Linked DNA regions of Mus musculus: region 2 is linked to region 1. A link is a contact called in public ChIA-PET data. All regions are on one chromosome and are shown on one strand. Each heading gives the region's core, a stretch centred on a gene start, on an enhancer-like site or on the middle of the called end of the contact. The rest is flanking DNA. Distances are from core to core; before and after follow the strand shown.

Region 1 (4,514 bases), core at 623-3,122:
TGGGCTGTTAAAAAACTAACCTGGATCCAGTGGACAAAAAGCAAGTGCAACACGACTGTATCCATGGCAATAGTGATAGAAATTTCCTGGAGAGGTGAGGACACTGTTTCTCTTTCTGTCTCTCTCGATCCCTCTCCATCTGCCTGTCTGTCTGTCTGTCTGCCCCTCTCCCACTCCCTCTCCCTCTCTCTCTTGCTCAAGGCTCCTGAATGCTGGGAGTCTTTATGTATTTTTTTTTTAATTTAAAGTTAGAGTATTGTCTAAAAATTCCATTTCCTTACTCTCTGTCTCTTTTTCCCTCTCTCTGTCTATCTCTCTCTCTGTTTTTCAAGACAGGGTTTCTCTGTGTGTAGAGTTCACTCAGGTTTATAGACCAGGTTGGCCTTGAACTCAGAGATCTACCTGCCTCTGCCTCCTGAGTGCTGGGATTAAAGGCCCATGCCACCATGCCCAGCTAAAAACTCTACTTCCTTCTGTGGCATTAGGGATAGAGCCTTGTGCATGTTAGTCAAATGAACAACCATTAAGCTACATTCTGGCCCAGAAACTTCACGTTGTTTTTACCCTGTGGGAACCGCTGCAAGGTAGCATCATGGCCTTGTGCTTTATCCTGCACGTGACACGCAGCTTGGGATGAGCAGTGCTAAGCTGAGGACTGTCTTGGGCGGGAGCTAGGCTGAGTGCACAGAGAGCTCCCAGCCTTGTGTCCAGCAATATACACTCATGAATCCGAACAGTCGTCAAACTAGAGCAGTGATGGAGCCAAGTCCTGTCCTGTTTGGAATGACTGCTGAAGGAAGCCGGAATAGAGTAGATCGTAGATATCTGATCTCCCTTCCCTTCTCCTGGCACACATCCTTAAATCCTTAGATCTCACCGTGCTGAGTGGCTTTTGAAAGCTAATGAATGGGCTGAAGGCTGGCAGCCCCTGCATGATGTCAGGCTGAGGACAGTCACAGGAAAGATTGGCAGGGTTAGAGAAGTGAGGCTCTCAGCTCAACCCACTGCCTCCGGGAAGAGAGAAAGGTTGAAGGTCAAGTTTATTGGCGGTGGCTTTCATCACCAAGTCTTCTTAATGAAGTGTCTATAATCCGTCCACCCCCACCCCACCCCCATTCTTCTGGGTAGCAGAACACATCAGGCAGGAGTGGCACTTCCAGAGAGGGATGGGGGCACTCTAAGCCCCATGCCCAAAGGATTAGTGTCCTTTGTCATTTCTTTGTGTGTGTGTGTTGGGGATTGAACTTAGGGCCTCATTCAAATGAGCCAAGTGCTTTGTCACCCAGCCTTACAAATCTGATAAACCAGTAGATGCGTTTCCCAGGGTTCTGTGAACTGTACAAGTAAATTAATTGAACCAGAGGGGAGGTGACAGGAACCTGGTTTAGTTAATTAACTAATCCTGGCTTAAATAATTAATTTTGAGCCTGACTCTCCCTATACCACTCAGGCTGACCTTAAGCATGCAATTCTTCTTGTTGTCTGTACTCCCCAATGACTGGGTACACATGAGCTCTATCACACTGGGAGACAGAATAAAGAATCATTCATTCATTCATTCATTCATTCATATGTTTGTTTTGTTTGTTTCAAAAACTGGTGCTGGGGATTGGGCCCAGGGTTTTGTGTGTGTTCTCTTATTAAGCTATGTCATAGCCTATTTGTTATGATTCTTACTATTTTTAATAGCACCCTAGTTTAAAGCAGGTGGATCAGAGGGAGGCAGGATAGCCTGGACTTGTGTGTTTTTATGCAGAGGCAGCCCTGGAACTCAGCCCTCAACCTATGGGACCTGCCACCAATTCTGGGCTCATCCTGTGAGAATGGAATGAAGTGAGCAGACACCCAGTTGGTGTTTGCTGCTGCAGCTGTGACTTGCTTATGGGTGGGGGAAACCCCACACATGAACCTGACGTCACAAGTCTGCAGAGAGAGGGTGAGGAACTGAGTCGTCTTTTCTGTGGCCTCCAAAGTGACTGCCTGGGAATGCAGGAGGTGATGGCGGGGGCAGATTTGAGTGTGTGTGGGTGTGGGTGTGGGGAGAAGTAGTGTGGGCAAGTGACGTCACGATTTGACCTTTGACCTTTTCCTGTTCCCCCACACTGTGTGTGGCTATCTGAGCTTAATTGGGCAGAGCTGTTTGCTTCTTCTCTGAATGGGTTTCTTGAGTTCAGTCAGGATGTCAGGTGCTGGGATGGGCTCAACTGACAGGCACTGTCGGGACCTGGGATTTGCAATGGTTATGGCTTAATGACACCCCTTCTCGAATCTCTGACATCCCTGTCAAACTGTCACAGTATTGGTGAGTTAGGGCGGGGTTTCCTCTTTAAAATAACACTCGCTGTGGTCCTTGGTGCCTGCAAAACAGTGACAAGGTGGCTTTTCTATTCACTAGGCGCTTCTGAGCTTCTCTGAGCCTGGGGTTGGCTTTCCCTTTCAGGAAACCAAAACCCTCGAAGGGCAAAGGGTGGCGTCTGGAATTACTATGGTGATTCAGTGATAGGGACTTCTGAGAGAAGCAACTGGGGATGTGCCCTCAATTCTGTGGGGTCAGAAACCTGACCTATACACATACTCACACACACACACACACACACACACACACACACACCTCTACATGCATCCACTCATTGCCAAGCTTCCAGAGTTGTTAAGGAGCCACACGCTTCTGCTAGATGTGTGCAAGGCCAAGAGCTGGGAGCCATGAGTGCACGTGTGTATGGAGCATACTCAGAGGTCTGAGGGTGTCAGATGACTAAATTCTGAACTTGAGTGAGAACCACAAAATAAGGTGGCAGAAAATCTTAGCTGCAAGCATTCATCGTGTTGTTGAGGGTCTTCATTTCAGGACAAGCAGAGCTTTTTCTGTCAGTGGCAGCTAGAGGTAAAGCCAAGGTCCTGGGATCTGAAGAGCTGCCTCTGAGTCACTTGTTGAGCTGCCCTGCCCCTTTGCAGCCCACAAAAGGACCAGGCAGTGTGCTATCCCTCCCTGGCTGCCAGTTATCCCCTCCAAATTCTGAGTGGCATGTGGGAGGATGAAGAACACTTGGTAGAATTGCAGAGAGTGGGACGTATCTGCTCTCTAGGTGACATGTGAGTGTGGGGACCTATGTGATCACAGGAGGGAAGGGCTATACTCACTCAGAGGAAATGGTGGATACCTGTATCTATCTATGTGTCTGTCTGTCTGTCTGTCTATCTATCTATCTATTTACCTACCAATTATCTGTCTATCCATCCATCTATCTATTTACCTACCAATTATCTGTCTATCCATCTATCTATCTCTCTATCCATCTATCTATCATCTATCTGACTGTCATCTATCAATCATATATCTGTCTACCTGTCTGTCTGTCTGTCTGTCTATCTATCTATCTATCTATCTATCTATCTATCTATCTATCTTGATTTGTCTATTTTTCCCCCTTGGTTTCATGCATGAGATATTGCGTCTCAGGGATTGAGTGAACCCAAGGCCTCATGCACTAGGTGTGTGCTCTGTCACTGAGGTCCATCTCTGGCTCTCTTCTTACCACTTTCATTTTAAGACAGGGTCTCACTAAGTGGTCCAAGGCTAGCCTTGAATGTGTGATCCTCCTGCCTCAACCTCCTAAGTTGGTTAGGATGGCAGGTCTGTACCAGCCTGCTCAGTGGTGCTTCGCTTTGATTTGGTTTAAAAGAGGCATCACAGAAGGGCTGGGAAGTAGGATGGGGGCGGGGCAGAGGAGGGCCCTGTTAACATCCTCCCTCTTCTCTCCTCAGGATGACTGGGATGCAACTATCATCCTCTGCTTGGGCTGTCTGTGGGGTTATGTGTTGTTCTTGGAGGTTTTAGTCATTCGGTGGGCTAGTCTTTCTTTCTAAGAGCTGATGCAACAAACCATAAAAGGACTAGCTAATGGGTGAACAGTAGGAGTTTGGTGGTGGTCTCTTTCCAGGACTGTGAGGGTCTGTGGACTATCTTTATGCTCCTGGAACAATACTAGTATCTCATTATCTCTGTTGTAATTTTAATTTTTTTTTTTGATTTGCTTTTTGTTTTTTGTTTTTCGAGACAGGTTTTCTCTGTATAGCCCTGGCTGTCCTGGAGCTCACTTTGTAGACCAGGCTGGCCTTGAATTCAGAAATCCACCTGCCTCTGCCTCCCGAGTGCTGGGATTAAAGGTGTGTGCCACCACGCCCAGCTGTAATTGTAATTTTCTTTGTTTATTTCCTTTTCTTTAATTTTTTTTTTTTTAAAGACAGGGTCTCACTGTATAACTCTAGCTAGTCTGGAAATCACTATATAGACCAGGCTGGCTCTAACTCCCAGAGGTCTGCCTGCCTCTGCCTCCCTGAATGTTGGGATCAAAGGTGTGCACCGCCACTCCCAGCCACTATTTTAAAGTTAACTCGTGTTTTCCTTTGTGTATACGTCTGTTTGATCAGACTGGTTCCGGGCCTCTCTTATTGTGATCAGACCAGCAATAAACATAGTTACCCAAGTATCTCTGTGGTGGCTGATTTAGCGT
Region 2 (4,793 bases), core at 1,505-4,004, 130 kb before region 1:
TAAGGTGGATGGGGTTAGGGTGGTGTCAAACTCAGGGCCTCACAGAAACAAGGCAGGGACTGTACTTTATGACTCCTAACGCCTACATGATCTCACTTTGTTACTATCAAAACTGATACTTTTCTACAAGTAAACCAATACTATCAACTACATGGAAACTGCATCCCACGGGGAAAACGGAACAAAACTCATTACCCGACAGACTGCACTTTCTGTACTTTAACTTTCTTGGAGTTTCTTCCTTTTGCATGCTGTTCACTTTTCTTTTTCAAATTAACTGAAAAAATAAGATCCACTTTGTAAGTAGTATTTATATAAATTAACACCTAATGGAAGTTACTCACTTTGGTGACCACCTATCATGTGAGTACAGGTTTTATTTTGAAGAAAATAGTGGAAAACAGGCTTAAGCCAACTTTGGCCAGGCCTAAGGACCACAAATAACCAAAAATTTCTGCAAGTGCACTTTACCATTACATGAAGTTACTTAACCAAGGACAAGTCATACCTTTTACGTTTTCTGGTGATTTCTTTATGCTGCGGGAGGAAAAAAAAAAAAAACGAAAGATGGGACTGGCAGGCAATAGAGAGTACTCAAAACAAGTATCCAAGATCCTCTCTCGATTTCATGACCCCTGCCCTTAATCTTTCCTCACTGAGCCACACAGCGCTGCCACAACTCCCAGTCATTTGACTAGTATGGAGTGTCCTCAGAACTTAAATTTGAGCACTGTTAATAGAAACTCAGAACTGTTAACTTAGCATTCCAAAGATCAAGTAAAGGCTGGTGCTAGTCTCACAGTATTGAGAAACTAGATTTAGACAACAGTTTGGACCCTGGAGACCAAGGATGAGTTCCAGGTACCTACGGAGTGACTAAACTGCCTGGAAGAGAAAGCACAGAGGCCTGTACAGATGGGAAGTTATGGAGGAGGGAGCGAGAAGAAAGGGTCCACACTTGACCTCGGGTAGGAAAGAGAAGGACCTCACCTAAAAGCACAAACATCTGCTTATATACCTCATGGATTAAAGATCTGAATAATTATGGAAAGTAACCAACAATTTGGAACTACTATTCTGATTTAAAAGAAAAAAGACTTGAGAAGTTAGAATGTTCTAAGGTCAGGTGTGGTGGTGCACACCTTTAATCCCAGCACCAAGAGGCAGAGGCAGGCAAATCTGTGTTTGAGGTCAGCCTGGTCTACAGAGCAAGAGTTACATGACAGTCAGGGCTACTGAAACCCTGTCTAGAAAAACAAAAAGAATGTACCAAGGAGTGAATTCAGCAGGGCGTAAACTCAAGCTTTGGGTTTGAAGCACTGGCAACACGGCTGCTAAACGAAATGAGGAACAGAGAAAGGGGTGGCGGCAGGTAGAGCAAGCTAAAGGAAAGTCTGGGTTTAAGTTCCTGCTGCAACACTAAATGTTCTCAGTCACTTACTTACCATCTATCTTGCTAGACAAAGTTGAGGAACTCCAAAAGCACTGTGTAGCTTTTAAGTTTGGGGAGAATTTCTTAGGGTCTACAGACTTTATGCACGTAGAAACTGCAATACTTACTCGGCCTCTGAAGCTGTAGTTAGCTGCTCTAATACAGCATCTGGAAGCAGCTTTCTTTTCTTTGGGGATAAAGACATTTGATGACAAGTTAAAGTGAGGTACAGGTATGCCTGGAGATAACTTCTAACGTTACTCATTTCGAACAGTCCTGAATTCGGGCCAATCTGTGAATACGTCCCTGCTGCCTCTAAACCGACAACATTAAGACTGGATTTAGAAAGCCCAATACAGGCCGGACATGGTGGCGCACGCCTTTAATCCCAGCACTCAGGAGGCAGAGGCAGGCGGATTTCTGAGTTCGAGGCCAGCCTGGTCTACAAAGTGAGTTCCAGGACAGCCAGGGCTATACAGAGAAACCCTGTCTCGGAAGAAAAAAAAAAAAAAAAAAAAAAAAAAGAAAAGAAAAGAAAGCCCAATACATTCCCTGTCATTTTACCCAAAGTAGCTCAACGTTCAAGTATCCCGGCTACTAACTGAAAGGTATTTAGGTATGGCCACTCGAAATCAGATCTCTGGGGTGCGAAAAAAGAAATCATTAGCTCCAGCCTAGAATTTTAAAAACTCAAGCAAACCTCACCACCTCTGGAAGCCTGTAAGACCTACTGTCAGGGATAGATGAGTGTCAGTGCTTCCACGCCTACTTTGAATTACGGCAGACTCCAAGAAACGCCAATGGCCCTTGCACCTCTCCAGTACCCTATCCTTTAAGGAGCTTTTAGCAAGGGAACTCTAGCCCCGGCCGAGTTTACATAAGCGACAAGTCCCGCGTCCAACCTTCTGTTCGATGAACAGCTCCTCGCGCCGTTTCCTCTTCTCCTTCAACAGCGTTTTATCCCTGGAAGGAAAGGAGTCGGGTCAGCGCCGGCCGAGCCTGGGGAGTCCCGAGGCGCCAACATTCCCGGGCGCTGCACCTGCGAGCACTCGCGCGCACGCGCAGCTCCTCCTCCCGGGCTTCCGCCTGGGCGCTGGCGAAAGTCAGCTCCTCCGGGGCTTCGTCGTCCGCGTCCTCCTCCTCGTCCAGGGGCTCGGCGGCCGCGCCACTGCTAGGCTGCGCGAGCAGCAGGCCGTGCTCCGCCTCCTCCTCCTCCGAGGCCGCCTGGTCCTCGTCCACCATCGCCTCAGCCGGCGCGGGAATACGCGACAAGCGGGGCCGGAGCTGCACCATGGCAAACGGAAAGGCGGCTGTCTGACCCTTGACCCGGAAGCAGCCGTGCGCGGTGCGCGCTCTCTACGCCCTCTGCTGGTTCGGAGGCCGCGAAACGTGCTGAGGCGCGTGCGCGGGAGGGCGGGGCTTTTCATGGCTGAGACGGGGGGGGGGGGTAAGAGGGCGTGGTTTCGTGCTGCTAGGTGTCGCCGCCTTTTTTTTTTTTTTTTTTTTTTTTTCTCCCCCAGGTTGCTTAGATCTATGGAACAGAGGCAAGGGTATAATAAATAACGAAATAAATGACCATCGTTGCTTGTGAGATGCATCCCTGTATGTATTGTGTACGACCCACCCCCATCACCACCCCCACCCCCTCCAACCCTTGCAATCCTCTGCCCATATATTTTTTGGGAATACATGGCCCACGTGATGTCTTTTACCAGCTATACAGTAGGAAATGATTCTTCATTCCCTAATCTATCCGTGCACTTGGATGAGCTGTCCTCTCTGATATGTGTTCCCCTACGCAGAACGGTTGACTTTCAACGTCCCACCCAGAGACCATGGCATGTTTAGTTACACTATTCTCTAAATACTCAAGTCACCTGGCTGTTGCTTCTACCATTCTAAAGTCATTGATTTCTAATGTCACACTATATGTTCGACAAATGGTTAGTTAACATATATACTTCCTACTTCTAAACCTTATCCCCCCCCCCCTCTTGTTTAGAAGCAGTTTCCAATTTAAAAAGAACAAATAAGTGTGGATAAAAAGATCAAAACAAGGCCTGTAGGTGGTGGTGCATGCCTTTCATCCTAGTGGTGCGGGGCAGAGGCAGGAGGAACTCTTGTGAGTCTAGGCCAGCCTGGTCTATGGAGTGAGTTCCAGGAAAGCCAAGGCTACACAGAGAAACCCTGTCTCAGAAACAAAACAAAACAAGAACTGCTAGAGACATCGTAGGCAGAGAAGGATGGGGAGGGTGGCTCTGAAACGTCTGGGCTCGGTCAGATAGAAAATACAAATGAAAAACATTCTCTGAGTCCGGCAGAGTAGTGCACGCCTGAAATCCCAGCACTCGGGAAGCCGAAGCAAGAACATCTTAAAGTCTGGGCCAGCCTGAACTAAAGTGAAACCTATTGCAAGAAAACAAATGTTTGCATCAGCAGACCCCTACAGTAACTAGCATTGAGAGAGGTTAAACTGAAGCCCGGTGACAACCTACCAAAAGCATGTGATGGTCCATACGTGTAGATGCCGCATTAAAGTGTCACAGAGGGCAGGAGAGACGGCTCGGCAGTTAAGAGAACTTCAACTTACTGCTTGCTCTTCCAGAGAACCTTAGTTCAGTTTCTAGTACCTATGTCAAGCAGCACACAACCACTTTTTTTTGTTGTTTTGTTTTGTTTTGTTTTTCGAGACAGGGTTTCTCTGTGTAGCCCTAGCAGTCCTGGAACTCACTTTGTAGACCAGGCTGGCCTTGAACTCAGAAATCCTCCTGTCTCTGCCTCCAGAGTGCTGGGATTAAAGGCGTGCGCCACCACCGCCCGCTACATAACCACTTATGACTAGTTCCAGGGGCTCCAAGGGCTTTGGCCCCTGCAGTACGCATAGCCATTGCATACAGACAGACACACAGACACACACCTTGGAAAGGTATCACTGAAATTATAACTAGCTCCCTAGCTTCAGCTTACCACCTCCAGTGTGACCCTCATGCTGCCTGGCTACTTCTCCAGACTCCCAATTGGTCAGATAATCTATCTCCTTCACGCAAAGGACTTTTAGGATTTGTTACAAATGACTGTCACCTATGGTACACGCAACTCTCCCTTGTTGCCTGCGGTAGATCATTTTAAATGTCAACATGGTTGGACTAACAAACACCTGTGGGGAGCCACGAAGTCCTGAGTAAATGAGTATTGTTGACATGGGTCCAGCCACGTCAGTGTCAAGGACCCTGATGCCCCAGTGGCAAAGCTTTCCCTGGGTCAGGTTCAGGGAAATGGCAAAGGCTTCCTGTGCCAATGTTGGCAGTGTGTGCAAAAACTAGCAAGGGCAGCTCCTTCCTCGTGGGCGACTACAACCTGA

Evidence for each region. ChIA-PET counts read pairs in DNA pulled down with a chosen protein or histone mark.
Region 2: an RNA polymerase II ChIA-PET map of memory CD8 T cells shows a contact between it and region 1, with 468 read pairs. The contact joins the promoter of Nol7 here to the enhancer-like site in region 1. A contact is called at or near these places in 6 of 39 promoter capture datasets (3T3-L1-derived adipocytes, the C10 cell line, the HPC-7 cell line and 2 more), 8 of 484 Hi-C or Micro-C datasets (the G1E-ER4 cell line, the HL-1 cell line, embryonic stem cells and 3 more), 5 of 115 datasets of contacts at active chromatin or transcription factors (CD8 T cells, effector CD8 T cells, epiblast stem cells and 2 more) and 2 of 9 other capture datasets (adipose tissue and liver).

The regions. Positions count from the first base shown.
Region 1 is chr13:43,266,594-43,271,107 of GRCm38.p6, reverse strand. The region is part of intron 1 of Gfod1 (glucose-fructose oxidoreductase domain containing 1); the gene reads left to right. It overlaps LOC115488162 (a long non-coding RNA gene), which reads left to right. Exons shown (of 2, transcript XR_003950633.1): 1 at 1-4,514. Among named protein-coding and RNA genes, the nearest start is that of Gfod1, 35 kb to the left of the region's middle. Within about 2 kb of position 1,872, at least 106 of the 459 cell types and tissues checked have an H3K27ac peak or open chromatin away from gene starts, as enhancers often do. A contact at or near this core is called in CD8 T cells, the HL-1 cell line, the HPC-7 cell line and 4 more, where this site is marked.
Region 2 is chr13:43,396,337-43,401,129 of GRCm38.p6, reverse strand. Nol7 (nucleolar protein 7) reads right to left here and starts at 2,754. Exons shown (of 8, transcript NM_023554.2): 1 at 2,472-2,754; 2 at 2,335-2,395; 3 at 1,561-1,619; 4 at 509-537; 5 at 196-277. The coding sequence starts at 2,725.